Regions from separate parts of the Arachis hypogaea genome. Here region 2 is linked to region 1. Evidence: chromatin contacts called from public Hi-C data. All regions are on one chromosome and are shown on one strand. Each heading gives the region's core, a stretch centred on a gene start, on an enhancer-like site or on the middle of the called end of the contact. The rest is flanking DNA. Distances are from core to core; before and after follow the strand shown.

Region 1 (6,945 bases), core at 1,535-4,034:
TTCCCTCTTTTATCGTATTCAAGTGCATCTTATAGCGATGTATATAAAACAAATTCGATAATTGAAGAATTAAATGGTTAAGTTTACTTAAGTAGAAGGTATGTATTTATAATTTAATACTTAATTTTTTTTTTAATTTTAATTTTATTGTTAGAATTTAGTTTAAATTTAATTGAACCTAAATTTTTAAATTTAACTTAGTTTAAAATTAAGATTTTTAAATTAAAATTAATTTTAGTTAGTAAACTTTAAATATGTTATTTTAATTTTTGAGGTTGATATTGTTGATAATTTGGATAATAATTTTTTATTGATTTTGATTTGTTCGGTCTAAAATTAAAGAATTACTTGCATTTGATTTGATTGGACTGTTCTAATTATTCAGTGATATGTCTCTATAACACTTTGAATTTTGAATTGCATCTTTGATTGTGTATCATGTTTGCATAATTCTAAAGTAACAATTCAGCTAAAAGATTACTGATTCTGTTCAGACATAATAAAAAATCTTAAAAGGCAAGAAAGCAAGAAAACCTGCAACACCCCCATTTTCAAGATGCTGGCTGGAACTCCGTTTGGTGCAAGGCTCTTTGCTGAAGAAGGTTCTAGAAGCAATCAGGGAGCTCGTGAACGATGCGAACTTCGATTGCTCTGCGGCTGGGTTCTCACTCCAGGCCATGGACTCGAGCCACGTTGCTCTCGTGGCGGTCCTACTGCGGTCCGAAGGGTTCGAGCACTACGGTGCGACCCAACATCTCGATGGGGATGAATCTCAACATGGCCAAGATGCTACGGTGCGCCGGAAATAATGACATCATCACTGTCAAGGGCGATGACGGCAGCGACACCGTCACTTTCATATTCGAGTGCCCAAGTACTATTCATTTTCCCAAGAAATCTTGATTTCAATTTTCATTTTAATTTTGTCCGATTATTTCTAGGGTTTTATATCTGCATGGTTCATTTTCCTGTTTCTGTTTGATCTTTAGTTGCTAATTTTGATATGGTATTATTTTAATTCGTTAAACTTTTTATTGACGCTTAGGATTCTTTCTTGCTAGAAAACTGTACTGGAAAGGGAAGACCTATTACATTGTTTTTTGTGTGTTTGAAAGTTTAGTATTCTGCAAGGGGATGAGAGGCATGATCTTGATTCTGTAGTTGATATGAGTTCAGTTGTTAATGAATTGCTACAAAATTTAGTGTTTGGTGATTGGATTTCTAGGATTGTAAAAATTTATATGCAGGAATTAAGCTTTAGTGTTTAATTTCAAGCAAGATAGTGTTCAGCTGTGTTTCTTTCATGTATTGGAATCTGTTTCTGGTAGTGCAGCTGTTAATATTACATTTTGATTCAAGATCTGAATTATGAAGTTTTGGATATTGAAAATATTTGTAATCTGACTATTCTTTTTTTTTTTTTCTGTTTATGTCCTGAAGCACAAGATAAAATTTCTGATTTTGAGATGAAGTTGATGGATATCGACAGTGAGCACCTTGGAATTCCTGAGGCAGAGTACCATGCCATTGTTAGAATGCCGTCTACCGAGTTTGCTAGGATTTGCAGTATTGGTGACACTGGTAATTTGCTTTGCTATGAATTTTCGGGGGTTTTATGGTTCTCTTTTGGAAGTTAATAGTTTAGCTGAAACAATTTGTTCAGTGAGCGATAAATATTGTAGTTGTCATTTCCGTTACTAAGGAAGGTGTAAAGTTTTCCACAAAAGATGATATTGGAACTGCAAACATTGTCTGCAGGCATAACTCTTCTGTGAACAAGGTAACAGAGATTTATTTGTTCTTTTTTAATCATAACTTTATTGTTTGTACAATTTAGTTCTCGTATAATTTGAAATACATACTGATTGATATTGCAGCCTGAAGAAGCCACTACTGTAGAGATGAATGAGCCTGTGTCCTTGACATTTGCATTGCGGTACATGAACTCTTTCACAAAGGCAGCACCATTGTCTAACCAAGTTACCATCAGTCTTTCAAATGAGCTTCCAGTTGTGGTTGAATACAAGATTGCTGGACGGATGGATTCATAGCTTCCAGTTGTAGAATTTGAAAAATTACTGAGTACTTCTCAGTAAAAAATTTAGTTGCCCCCACTCCCAAAATAATTTTGACCCCACTCCCAAAATTGAAATCCCTAAGCCGTAACCTTCTCCTTCTCTCCTGTCTAAGTTTTTGTCTCTGCTATCTTTCTCCCCCTCGCGTAACCCTTCTTCTCCAGTTCTCCCCCTCGCGGCCTCGAGTAACTGGCTAACTGCACAGCTCGCCACCCACCTCGGCACCTCCTGATCTGTCCGCAATCCGCGTCACTGTCGCAGAATCGTCGACGCCGTTGGCTTGTCGCTGGCTTGCTGTCCCGGTGTCTCCTGACCTGACCTGCCCTGCTCGCTTGCTTCGCTGACTCGTCGCTGGCTGCTTGGCTCGTTGCTCGGTCATCGCCTCTCGCAGTCTCGCCACTCGCCTCTTGCCACTCCGTCGTCTCTGCCGCTCTGCCTCTGCGTCTCTCTCTCTCTCGTTCTCGCCTCTCCACTCTCCAGTGAGAATTGATTTTATCAATTTAGAAATAAGAATTTGAATAATTGATTAATTATTGTGATAATGTGATTCTGTGAAACTGTGTATCTGATGCTGTTTGAATAATTGGATCATTGGATTTGGATGATTTGTTTGTGTATATTTATGTATAATTGAATTAAGATAGGGTCACTCTAGTCTACAGATTGTAGATATACAGAGATGTATAGTTCATCAACACGTGTTGTGGATGTGTGGTGTCAGGAAGCAGGTTGATAGCACTGTTACATCTGCAAGGCTTGGTAGAGGTTTAGCTTAGGCGGCTTTTCTTTTTGTGTAACGGGATTTTTTTGGGTCGTCTCTATCCAGCTGCTTGTTGGGCTCTTTGGGCTTACTTATAAGATTGTATGGCAAGGGTCAATTTGTGTTGGGACTGGAGGAAAAATTTGTTTGAAATAGCTGCTATTAGAATATTGTTGATACTTCATATTTCTATTTCGAAGGGAAAAAAAAGAACATTATTCATGTGTTAATAATGGTGACATCTACATAATAAGTGTTGTGAAATAAAAGATATATATATAATAAAGTTGTATAAATAGAAGACTCTAGTATTAAAATAATTAGCTCAATAATAATTTATATATATATAATAAAATTATATGTTGTATTGTGTATATATATACAAAGATAGAAAGAAGTATTAAAAATAAAGAGAGAGAGAATCGCATTTGTTTATTGTTGCAATCTCAATATAATAAAGATGGTTAATATTGCTATTAATATTATATGCAAAGAGTAATAGAAAATAGAATTTAAAATACTTATAAAATAAAAGAAGAGAAAGAATTGTAGTAAAAATATAAGGAGAAGAGTATTTGATTGCAGCATAAAAGAGGAGTGATTTTGTTATTTGCTTGTGTTGTATCACGTACAGAGGTTTAGCCTCTATTTATACAAGTTCAAGGTTCACATTTTCAAAGGTTGGAAAGCATGCACCGCACATTCTTAAATGCATGTACTTTCCAAGAGTGCTTGCTGAGTAGACATAGAATGGATATGGACATCCATATCGTAACACTCCCCCTTGGATGTCCATTTAGGATTATTGCCTCGTTAAAACCTTACTAAAGGAAAACCCTGTGGGAAAAACCTTAGTGAAGGAAAAAGAGTACAATATCCTTTGTAATGGGGACTGCCTCATTAAAAATCTTGTCAAGAAAAACCCAATGGGAAAAAACCTGACCAAGGAAAAAAGAGTACAGTCTCCCCCTCTTGCCGACATCATTTAATGTCTCGAAATCGGCGCATCCCAACCTCATGTACCAATCTTTCAAAGGAGGATTTTGGGAGTGACTTTGTAAATAAATCTGCCAGATTGTCACTTGAACGGATCTGTTGGACATCAATTGTCCCTTGATTTTGAAGGTCATGAGTGAAGAAGAATTTGGGAGAAATATGTTTTGTTCTATCACCTTTGATGTAACCCCCCTTAAGTTGAGCAATGCATGCTGTATTATCTTCAAACAGGACAGTAGGAGCTATCTTATGATCAATTAGTCCACATGATGACAGAATATATTGAATCAGACTCCTCAGCCAAAAACATTCGCGACTAGCTTCATGAATCGCCAGTATTTCAGCATGATTAGAGGAGGTTGCTGCTATCGTCTGTTTCGTGGACCTCCATGATATAGCTGTACCACCATATGTGAATAGGTATCCTGTTTGAGACCTCCCTTTATGTGGATCAGACAGGTATCCGGCATCTGCATAGCCAACTAGTTGTGACTTGGATCCATAGGGATAAAACAATCCCATATCAACCGTCCCATGAAGATATCAAAAGATTTGTTTGATTCCACTTCAATGTCTTCTGGTTGGAGAGGAACTATATCTTGCTAGTAAATTCACAGCAAATGATATATCGGGTCACGTATTATTAGCAAGATACATTAGCGCTCCAATGGCACTAAGATATGGTACTTCAGGACCAAGGATATCTTCATTTTCTTCTTTAGGACGGAATTGATCCTTTTTCACATCCAAAGATCTTACGATCATTGGGGTACTTAATGGATGTGACTTATCCATATAAAATCTTTTCAAGATCTTTTCTGTGTATGTTGTTTGATGAATAAAGATCCCACTTTTTATATGCTCAATCTGCAGGCCGAGACAAAATTTAGTTCTTCCAAGATCTTTCATCTCAAACTCTTCTTTTAGAATTTTTATAATTGTTGGAATCTCTTCAGGAGTCCCAATGATATTTAAATCATCAACATACACAGCAATTATAACGAATCCAGATGCAGATTTCTTTATAAAAACACACGGACAGATATCATCATTCTTGAATCCGTTTTTGGCCAGATACTCAGTAAGACGATTATACCACATTCGTCCAGATTGCTTTAGACCATATAAAGATCTTTGCAATTTGACTGAGTATAACCCTTGCGAATATTCATTGGATGGTTTGGATATTTTTAATCCTTCTGGGACTTTCATATAGATATCCCGATCTAATGAGCCGTACAAATAGGCTGTTACCATATCCATTAAATGCATATGCAATTTATGATATGCAGATAAACTGACCAAATAGCGCAATGTTATCGCATCCACTACAGGGGAATACGTTTCTTCATAATCTATACCGGGCCTTTGTGAAAAATCTTGTGCCACAAGTCGAGCTTTGTAGCGCACAACTTCATTTTTCTCATTTCGTTTTCTCACAAATACCCACTTATATCCAACAGGTTTTACATCTTCAGGTGTACGGACTACAGGTCCAAAGACTTCACGTTTTGCAAGTGAATCTAATTCAGCTTTCATGGCTTCTTTCCATTTTGGCCAATCATTTCTTTGTCGACATTCTTCAACTGATCTTGGCTCAAGATCCTTACTTTCATGCATGATATCTAATGCCACATTATATGCAAATATTTCATTGACAATTGTCTTATTTCGGTCCCATTTCTCTCCTGTAAAGACATAATTTATCGAGATCTCGTCATTTTCACAATTTTCAGGTACCTGAACGTCTTCTGGCGTTATATCAGAATTTTGGACAACTGCCGGTGTCTTTACTATGTCTTTTTCAACAGGAATATTATTTACCTCTTTTCTCTTTCGAGGATTTTTGTCTTTGGAACCGACAGGCCTGCCACGCTTCTGGCGTGTATTTGCTTCCGTGGCTATTTGCCCTACTGGGACATCAATTCGAATTGGGGCATTTTCCGTCCTGCCACGCTTCTGGCGTGAATTTGCTTCAGTGGCTACTTGTCCTACTGGGACGTCAATTCGAATTGAGGCATTTTCCGCTGGTATGTAAGATTTGGTTATCCTCTTTGTATCGGAAAATGCATCAGGCAATTCATTTGCTATTCTTTGCAAATGTATAATCTTTTGAACTTCTAGTTCACATTGCCCTGATCGAGGATCTAAATGCATCAACGATGATGCATTCCAATTAAGTTCCTTTTCAGGAAGCTTATTCTCTCCCCCTAATGTTGGAAATTTTGATTCATCAAAATGACAATCCGCAAACCGGGCTTTAAACGCATCACCAGTTTGTATCTCAAGATACCTCACTATAGAGGGAGAATCATATCCAACATATATCCCCAATTTTCTTTGGGGTCCCATTTTGGTGCGATTAGGTGGTGCAATGGGAACATATATTGCACACCCAAATATTCTTAAATGGGAAACATTTGGCTGCTGGCCAAAAGCTAATTGCATAGGAGAGAATTGATGATAACTCGTTGGCCTCAAACGAATAAGTGCTGCGGCATGTAAAATAGCATGCCCCCAAACCGAGGTTGGGAGATTTGTTCTCATAAGTAAGGGTCTAGCAATTAATTGGAGGCGCTTAATAAGTGATTCTGCTAACCCATTTTGCGTGTGAACATAAGCTACTGGATGTTCAACACTTATTCCATTAGCCATACAATAAGCATCAAAAGCTTGGGAAGTAAATTCACCAGCATTATCAAGACGAATTGCTTTGATTGGATTTTCTGGAAATTGTGCTTTTAATCGAATAATTTGAGCCAATAATCTCGCAAACGCCAGGTTGCGAGAAGATAATAAGCACGCATGTGACCATCTCGAAGATGCGTCTATTAGGACCATAAAATATCTAAAAGATCCACATGGTGGATGAATAGGTCCACATATATCACCTTGAATCCTTTCTAGGAATTCAGGGGACTCAAATCCAATCTTTACTGGTGATGGCCTTAAAATTAACTTTCCCTGAGAACACACAGCACAACAAAATTCACTAGTTTTAAGAATCTTCTGGTTCTTTAGTGAATGTCCATGAGAGTTTTCAATAATTCTCCTCATCATGGTTGTTCCCGGATGACCCAATCTATCATGCTAAGTTATGAATTCATTTGGGCT
Region 2 (6,945 bases), core at 1,573-4,072, 200 kb before region 1:
CCCAAAACTTGAGGTTTAAGCACTCAAGGATTATGCTCTCATGAAAATCTAGAACACCAAATGGAATGATGACAATAAATAATAAAAGAACAAATGGCACAACTCCAAATACACCAAAAAACACAAATACAATTTAAGGAATCTTAACCATGCTCTTTAACCCGATTATTGTCAGCTACTAAACCGTCTAAATAACAAATCAGAATACTTTTTTCATGTTCAGACAAATGATTTGCTAGTTCTTGAGTACTCTAGATCATAAGTTGAAGATCATATTCAACTGCTGTTTCATATTATTAACATGGAAATGAGTTGAACACATTTTTATCAGGATTTCACATAAACTGTCTGTTTGTGTTCAACTGGATCCTATGATGTTGAATAGGACCAGACAGATTTTATCAAATGTAAGTCATCAAAATAGCCACCATTTTCATCTAAAGCAATTCAAAAGTTGAAAAGATTATAAGTAGTTTTTGAAAAATGTCATTCTCATATATGACAGCAGCTCCTTTGAATATACAGGTTGAGCAAATCCTATGTCTGCAATTGATATAACAACATATCAAAAAGAAAGGCAATAGATTGTCAAGACTCCCATATAGTTTCCTTATAAACGTATTGTGGAAGACAAAGCTTAAGACTATCACCAATGCAAAAATTTTATATTCAATATTGGAGGTGTCTGCAAGCAAATGCAAGAAAAATAAAAAGAGAACCTTCATCACAAGAAACTTACCATTAATCCCAACTCTTATCTTCCCAGAGCTCCTTGATTCTAAACAGACCAAAGCCAAGTAAGAATCAAGAAATTGCATGATAATTACTCTATTCTACACACTTACAATTGCCATATTCTTACTCTGTACGGGAAGAGGGATTTCAGTTGCTGTTGCTTTGATAGGCTGGAGACTTCGGGCATTGCAGTTTCTGTGGAAATAACAATACATCAGGATCACAAATAGCAAAACTACATACTACTGAAGGACCAGAAAGGGGGAAAGGAGAAAAAAGAAGAGCCCTAAGTGAAAAGTTCAAGCCACTCAACTGTAACACTATAGATTCACATGGAATTGAAGTTCCAAATATTCCATTCTGTAACTTGTTCGCCTTTAAATTGCAAAAGGAAACATTGCCTGAAACCTGAATCACACGTAGAGATACATTAATCAACTGTTTTACTGAGAAAATACAGTAAATATACATTCACACATGGAATGCAGTATCCCTGACATTATCAGAGGAAAAGAAAAGTGTTCTTGGTTTGCATTATATGCTTGTTATCTTCCACTGGATGCTTTCCTTAATAATTATAAAAACGTCACCGTTCCTTATGTTCTCAAACTTCTGTCAACAAGATGGCCAATTAAGTGACAAGAAGATGAAACTAAGAAGGCATTTTGGTAGCAAAATGAAAAATTATCAACCGAAATTGCACAAAACAAGTCAAAATGATCTCTAAGCTTCTAAACAATTAGAGGGAAAGCACTTGGCAGGGAATTAACCCAGCTCATAAGTTATATTCAACTTGATTCATAAAGATTTCAATATAAAGTGTCATAGCTCATGAGTCCAAGTTGAGCTTTACTACTATATTCGACTTATTAGCACTATGATTGGTAATAATATTCCTGTTAACATTAGCGACACTATGCTGTGTATCTAACTTGAAGTCATGAACTATCTCATTTAGTGCTTAAACTCCTATGAAGTTTTCAGTACCTGAGATCAAACAAAAAATTAGGCTCATTTCTTTACCGAATCAGCTCAACTGGAGTCACTCAGTCACTTCCACCAAAATAAAAAACTCAACAGCAGAAAACTGATCTGCACTAATCGTTTAAAAAAGAGTCGGCTCAAAGAATCATCTTATCTTTGTAATAATTATTATTACACATTTTTTTAAATTTAAACAAAAAAAAAGTTCTGAATAGACATCAGCTCAAGCAAAGAGGAAAAAGACAAAAGAAAATATCAGATACCAGCTTTCAGTGTAAACTGTAAATCATTCAAAGCATTGAAAACAAAGCACTGTCATGGTTACAATCCAGGAGTCAACAGCATAAATTTCTTCAACATCTCTCATAATCACAAGCGGAACACCACGCAGAAAATAAAAATTAAACACGAAATAAAAAGCTGCAGCTACTTTTCCTTCTCCTCTGTTTTCTTCTTAATCAGAGGCAAGCGAATTTCAAATTAAGTTTAACTAAAAGTCAAAACAAAAAAAGTTTCCCGCCCCGTTTCCTGAGAAAAAGCAGGAAAAACAGACAACCGAAGAAAATGAAGGAAACGGAACGTTAAGAAGGTCGAAGACGGAGAAGAGAGAGACCTTGACGCGATCGGAGGGAGAGAGGAGCGCAGATCTGAGAATGGAAGAAGCGGCCATTGGAGAGAATAGAAAACCCTAAAGCCGGAAGAAAGAGAAGAATGGAGGCTCGCGCTCTCTTTCTTTCTTTCTGTGTGTGAGACAGTTTTTGCACCAACAACCAAGAACACTAGTATAATATGGAAAGAAAGAAAAAGAGAGAGAAAATTTTCAATAGTAGAGAATAATATATGTGCGAAATGCGAATAATATGGTGCGTGTTTTTATTTTTTTTATTTTTTAGTTTTCCTTTTTTTAATGCAATTTTCTTTAGCCAGCGGAGGTTCTGAGGAGAAACGGGGAACCTACTAGCTACGAGTCTACGACAGGTCTATTTATCTCTCAAACGTTGCCATTGGGGTCGTTCATAGATGGAGACTGGGTTTTAACCTATGAAGCATCACATAGAATTCGATGGTTGCACATTTCGATGATTAACACTTTGTTTGAACGTGGGAAAGAAAATAAGAGGAAAAAAATAAAAAATTAAGTTATTTGTGTGCTATTTGAATTAATAAAAAATAAATAAAAAAAATTTTTATTTAGATAGAAATAAAAAAAATTATAATAATATAAAATTATATTAATATTTTTATTATAAAATAAAGTATAAATATTTTTATTTATTCATGTTTTATTATATTTTATAAATATTATAAAATATTATAATGTTATATATTTGATTTAAATTATTTATCTAATATATAATGTTTAAATATGAATCTCTATTATAATAATATATTAAAACTAAATTTATATTAATAATTGTTAATAATAATATAACTAAAGGTAGAGTTGAAATTCATTTTGGCCCCTGAAACTTTTGACCAGCCTCAATTTTGACCCCCAAATTTATAGTTATCCAATTAACACTCTCAAATATTAGATTGTGACTCATGTTTGTCCCTGTAGCTATCTCCATTAACGGAGATCTGATATGGCACGTTAAGTTGACAGAATGTATATCCACGTGGCACCCAGCTTGCTAGAATGGATGTGTGATGAGTGAATGACGTGGCAAAAGTTGAATGAACTCAATTTTTCTGGCAAAGTCTCGAACATATTGGGAAAAGAGGGCTGTAAATTGAGTTCATTTAACTTTTGCCACGTCATTCACTCATCACACATCCATTCTAGCAAGTTGGGTGCCACGTGGATACACATTCTGTCAACTTAACGTGTCATATCAGATCTCCATTAATGGAGATAGCTACAGGGGCAAACGTGGGTCACAATCTAATATTTGAGGGTGTTAATTGGGTAACTATAAATTTGGGGGTCGAAATTGAGGCCGGTCGAAAATTTCAGGGGCCAAAATGGGTTTCAACTCACTAAAGGTAGTATTGAAAATACAAAAATATAACACTTTTTTTTTGTTTTTTGTTTATGATGGAAAGAAATTTTTTTTAGTGGGAACCACACAAAAAAAATTCTTTCTATTTCTTTTGATAATCAAACAAATAAAAATATCATTTTTCATTTATTTTCTTTCCATTCATTTTCTTTCCACTCATTGTCTATCAAACCAAACATAGTATAAATGATTTAGTAATAAAACACATTTTTTTAATTTTTAATAATTGATAAATAGTTTTTATTTAATTTTAGTTATAACTTAATCCTTTATATTATTTAATTATAAAATCTATCCCGTATTTTATTAATTATTATTTTATTATTCATCTATCATGTTTATTAACAATTAAAAATAAAAATAATAATAAAATAGATCTTTCATTAATCGTGACTTCCATAAATATCTTGACAGTGCGAATCAACGAATTTTTTATCCTTAATCCGTTACATCTATAAACATTATGAAAATCGTATTTCTTAGCAATTCAATTGTTTGAATGGCGCACGACAATATAGATTTTTTGAAAATTCAATCGATTGGAGATCTAAAACAATCGATTGAATTGCGCTATAGAATGTGAGTTTTTTCTTATTCAATCGATTGGTAGTGTTACCTAATTGATTGAATTTCGCAAAGCGATAAAGGTATTTATCTTATTCAATCGATTGTCATAGTGTTAAACAAAAATATTATTTTTATAAGAAAATGATGAAAAAAATAACTAGTCATATACTCATATGGTAATGTTTCTGTATATAATATCTACATTTATTTTAATTAAAATTCGATCATCTAACAGTTTGGTTATTTATTAGAATTTTTTGAATTGACATCAAGCAAAGAGTACGGGACAGTTACGGATGCCATTCAAATTTTTCAAAAACGATATACAAAGGGTAATTGTCACTTGATATTAGGTTAGTCTATAAAAAAAATAAAGAGTGTAAAGTATGATCTCTAACCCTTCATTGCTCTCTCTCATATTTATTCTTGGTCCCACTTATAAAATTGATGGTAGGAGATCACACTTTACTTCCTCAATTGTTAAAAAAATTGAGAGGATCCATTCTCAGTCTATAAATAGTGTTTTAGAAACACATTGTAGGCAGTTCACTTCTTTTGGAAAATACTTAGAAATACAAAACGCTCTCAGCCCTTGGACATCACAGAATAAAATTGAGAATCTTACATAATTTCTCTTAACTCCAACACCTGTCATTTGTTTTTTTCAGTTTTTATTAATAAAATTTCTCTACTTTTACTTGTTCTTCTCTTTTACGTTTATGTTTCTTTCTTCATCTTCTCTTTAATTTTTTGTTTGTTTTAATTTGTGTAATTTACTTTGCCTTCGACACCTTACATTTCTTTTTTTATTTGTTACTTTCAATCCTTTTTAATTCTTATTGACGATACAATTGCGACATTGAGATACCCACATTTTCTTTTAAACATTAACAAAATTTGAGTAAAACAAATTGGCACGCCCAGTGGGACATTGTCAATATATTATAATTTGTCAAAAAAATCAGGAGTTTTGAATTTGTATGTGGTTACGTAGTGGAAAGATTGTGTTTCCAGAGACTAAGGAATCAACGTCAATTGACATGCCAAATACATCTACAGCATCTTCTTCTACTTCCAGCGATAAGACTAGAGGAAATGAGTCTGCGAATTCTCCCGTGATTTCAAATGCAGAGCCTACCTTGCTGTCAGTGAGGCATGATGGTGTTGGTCATGTCCATCCAGGGTTAAATGCAACTCACATAAATACTGTGGAGTGGTCGCCTTATGGCTTGCCACCGGGGTATATCCCCCCATGGTGACACAGGGATTGCATGTGCCTCTCTACTCAACTTTTCAAAATCCACTTTATCAAAATTCATATGGCATGTCAAATATACCTATTTCTAGGATCAGGTTCACATATATCACAACAAAACTTTTCACATGCTATTAATACAGAAAATAACAGTGCATCTAATTCTAATACACCTACTGTTATTAGGGTAAAAAATTTCAAGCCTGTGTTTTCTGACATGTCAAGAGCAATACATGTTAATCAACCTAGTCAAAGTATCGAATCTTTAGCAAATATTAGGCAACAGATAGATGAAAGCCATCATGATCTAGTAAACATGTTAACTCATCAAATGGTGACAGTTTTAAATCCTCTTTTAGAAAACACAAACACTAAAATTGAACAATTAAATAGGTAGGTTAATAGAATTGCTACTGTGGCAAATTTAGAAGAAAATAATAACCATGGTTTAGAACTTCATAATGTCAACCAAAATGGTGGAGCAATTTCTAATTATGGCATTCACATGCCTAGACATGGTCAAAATACTGATGATATGTTGGAAAGACTTAGGCGAAACAACTTAGGAGGCATTATAATCTAACTAGGAATGTCGAACAAGTTTTAAACCATTTTAGATTTAATGTTGGTTGCTTAAATAAGTCATATTTTATGTCTGCTTTTCCTGAATGTGTCTAACAAGCAAAGCTTCCAAAGAGTTGAAAAATTCTAAAATCCCTTACAAAATTTCTGGAGAAAAAAATGAGTCTACAGTAGAGCATATTGCTCGATATACTGTTGAAATTGAGGAAGCAGGTTCTAATGAATATCTCAAGATGAGATATTTTCTTTCTTTTTTAACAAAAAATGCATTTACGTAGTTCTCCAACTTGAGACCAATTTTCATTCATTCTTGGGCGCAATTAGAAAGAAATTTTCAAGATTAATTTTTCTGAGGTGAATTGAAAGTTAGCCTTACAGATTTATTCTCTGTCAAACGTGCATATTGGGAAATAAGCCTTACTAATGGATTAGAATTTGGAGTTAGAAAAATTTGTTAATCAACATACTTTAGACCTTTTCCAGTTAGCTGAGAGAGTAAGACAAATAGAGCAAATTAAGAAAGAAAAAAAAAATTTCAAAAAAGGTTCTAAAAAGATTGCATATGTTTATTATTTTTCGATAGTAGTAATTCAGATGAAAAAGAAGTTTATATTGCTGAATTACGTGGGGTCCTCTTTATGTATGCAAATCTTTGAAACCTGTTAAAGGAAAAGAAAAGTTTCTTCATATTCCAAAATTAAAAATAAGACTTATTCTTTTGATATTTCTAAGAAAAATCAAATATTTGAAGTTTTATTAAAAGATAAGCAGCTTATTTTACTGGAAGGAAAAAAGATGCCTTCAGCTGATGAAATAAAG

The links. Hi-C and Micro-C count contacts between places; a contact is called where the count stands out from the background.
Region 2: a contact with region 1 is called in a Hi-C map of an unstated tissue, with 10 times the contacts expected there. The contact joins the promoter of LOC112770780 here to the enhancer-like site in region 1. A contact is called at or near these places in 3 of 8 Hi-C or Micro-C datasets (leaf and an unstated tissue).

What each region holds. Positions count from the first base shown.
Region 1 is chr18:95,771,585-95,778,529 of arahy.Tifrunner.gnm2.J5K5, reverse strand. It overlaps the pseudogene LOC112770175. Among protein-coding and RNA genes, the nearest start is that of LOC112771912, 20 kb to the right of the region's middle. Within about 2 kb of position 2,784, at least 2 of the 3 cell types and tissues checked have open chromatin away from gene starts, as enhancers often do.
Region 2 is chr18:95,973,802-95,980,746 of arahy.Tifrunner.gnm2.J5K5, reverse strand. It overlaps LOC112770780 (glyceraldehyde-3-phosphate dehydrogenase GAPCP1, chloroplastic), which reads right to left and starts at 2,822. Exons shown (of 14, transcript XM_025815184.3): 1 at 2,333-2,822; 2 at 1,049-1,143; 3 at 863-930; 4 at 740-778. The coding sequence starts at 2,389.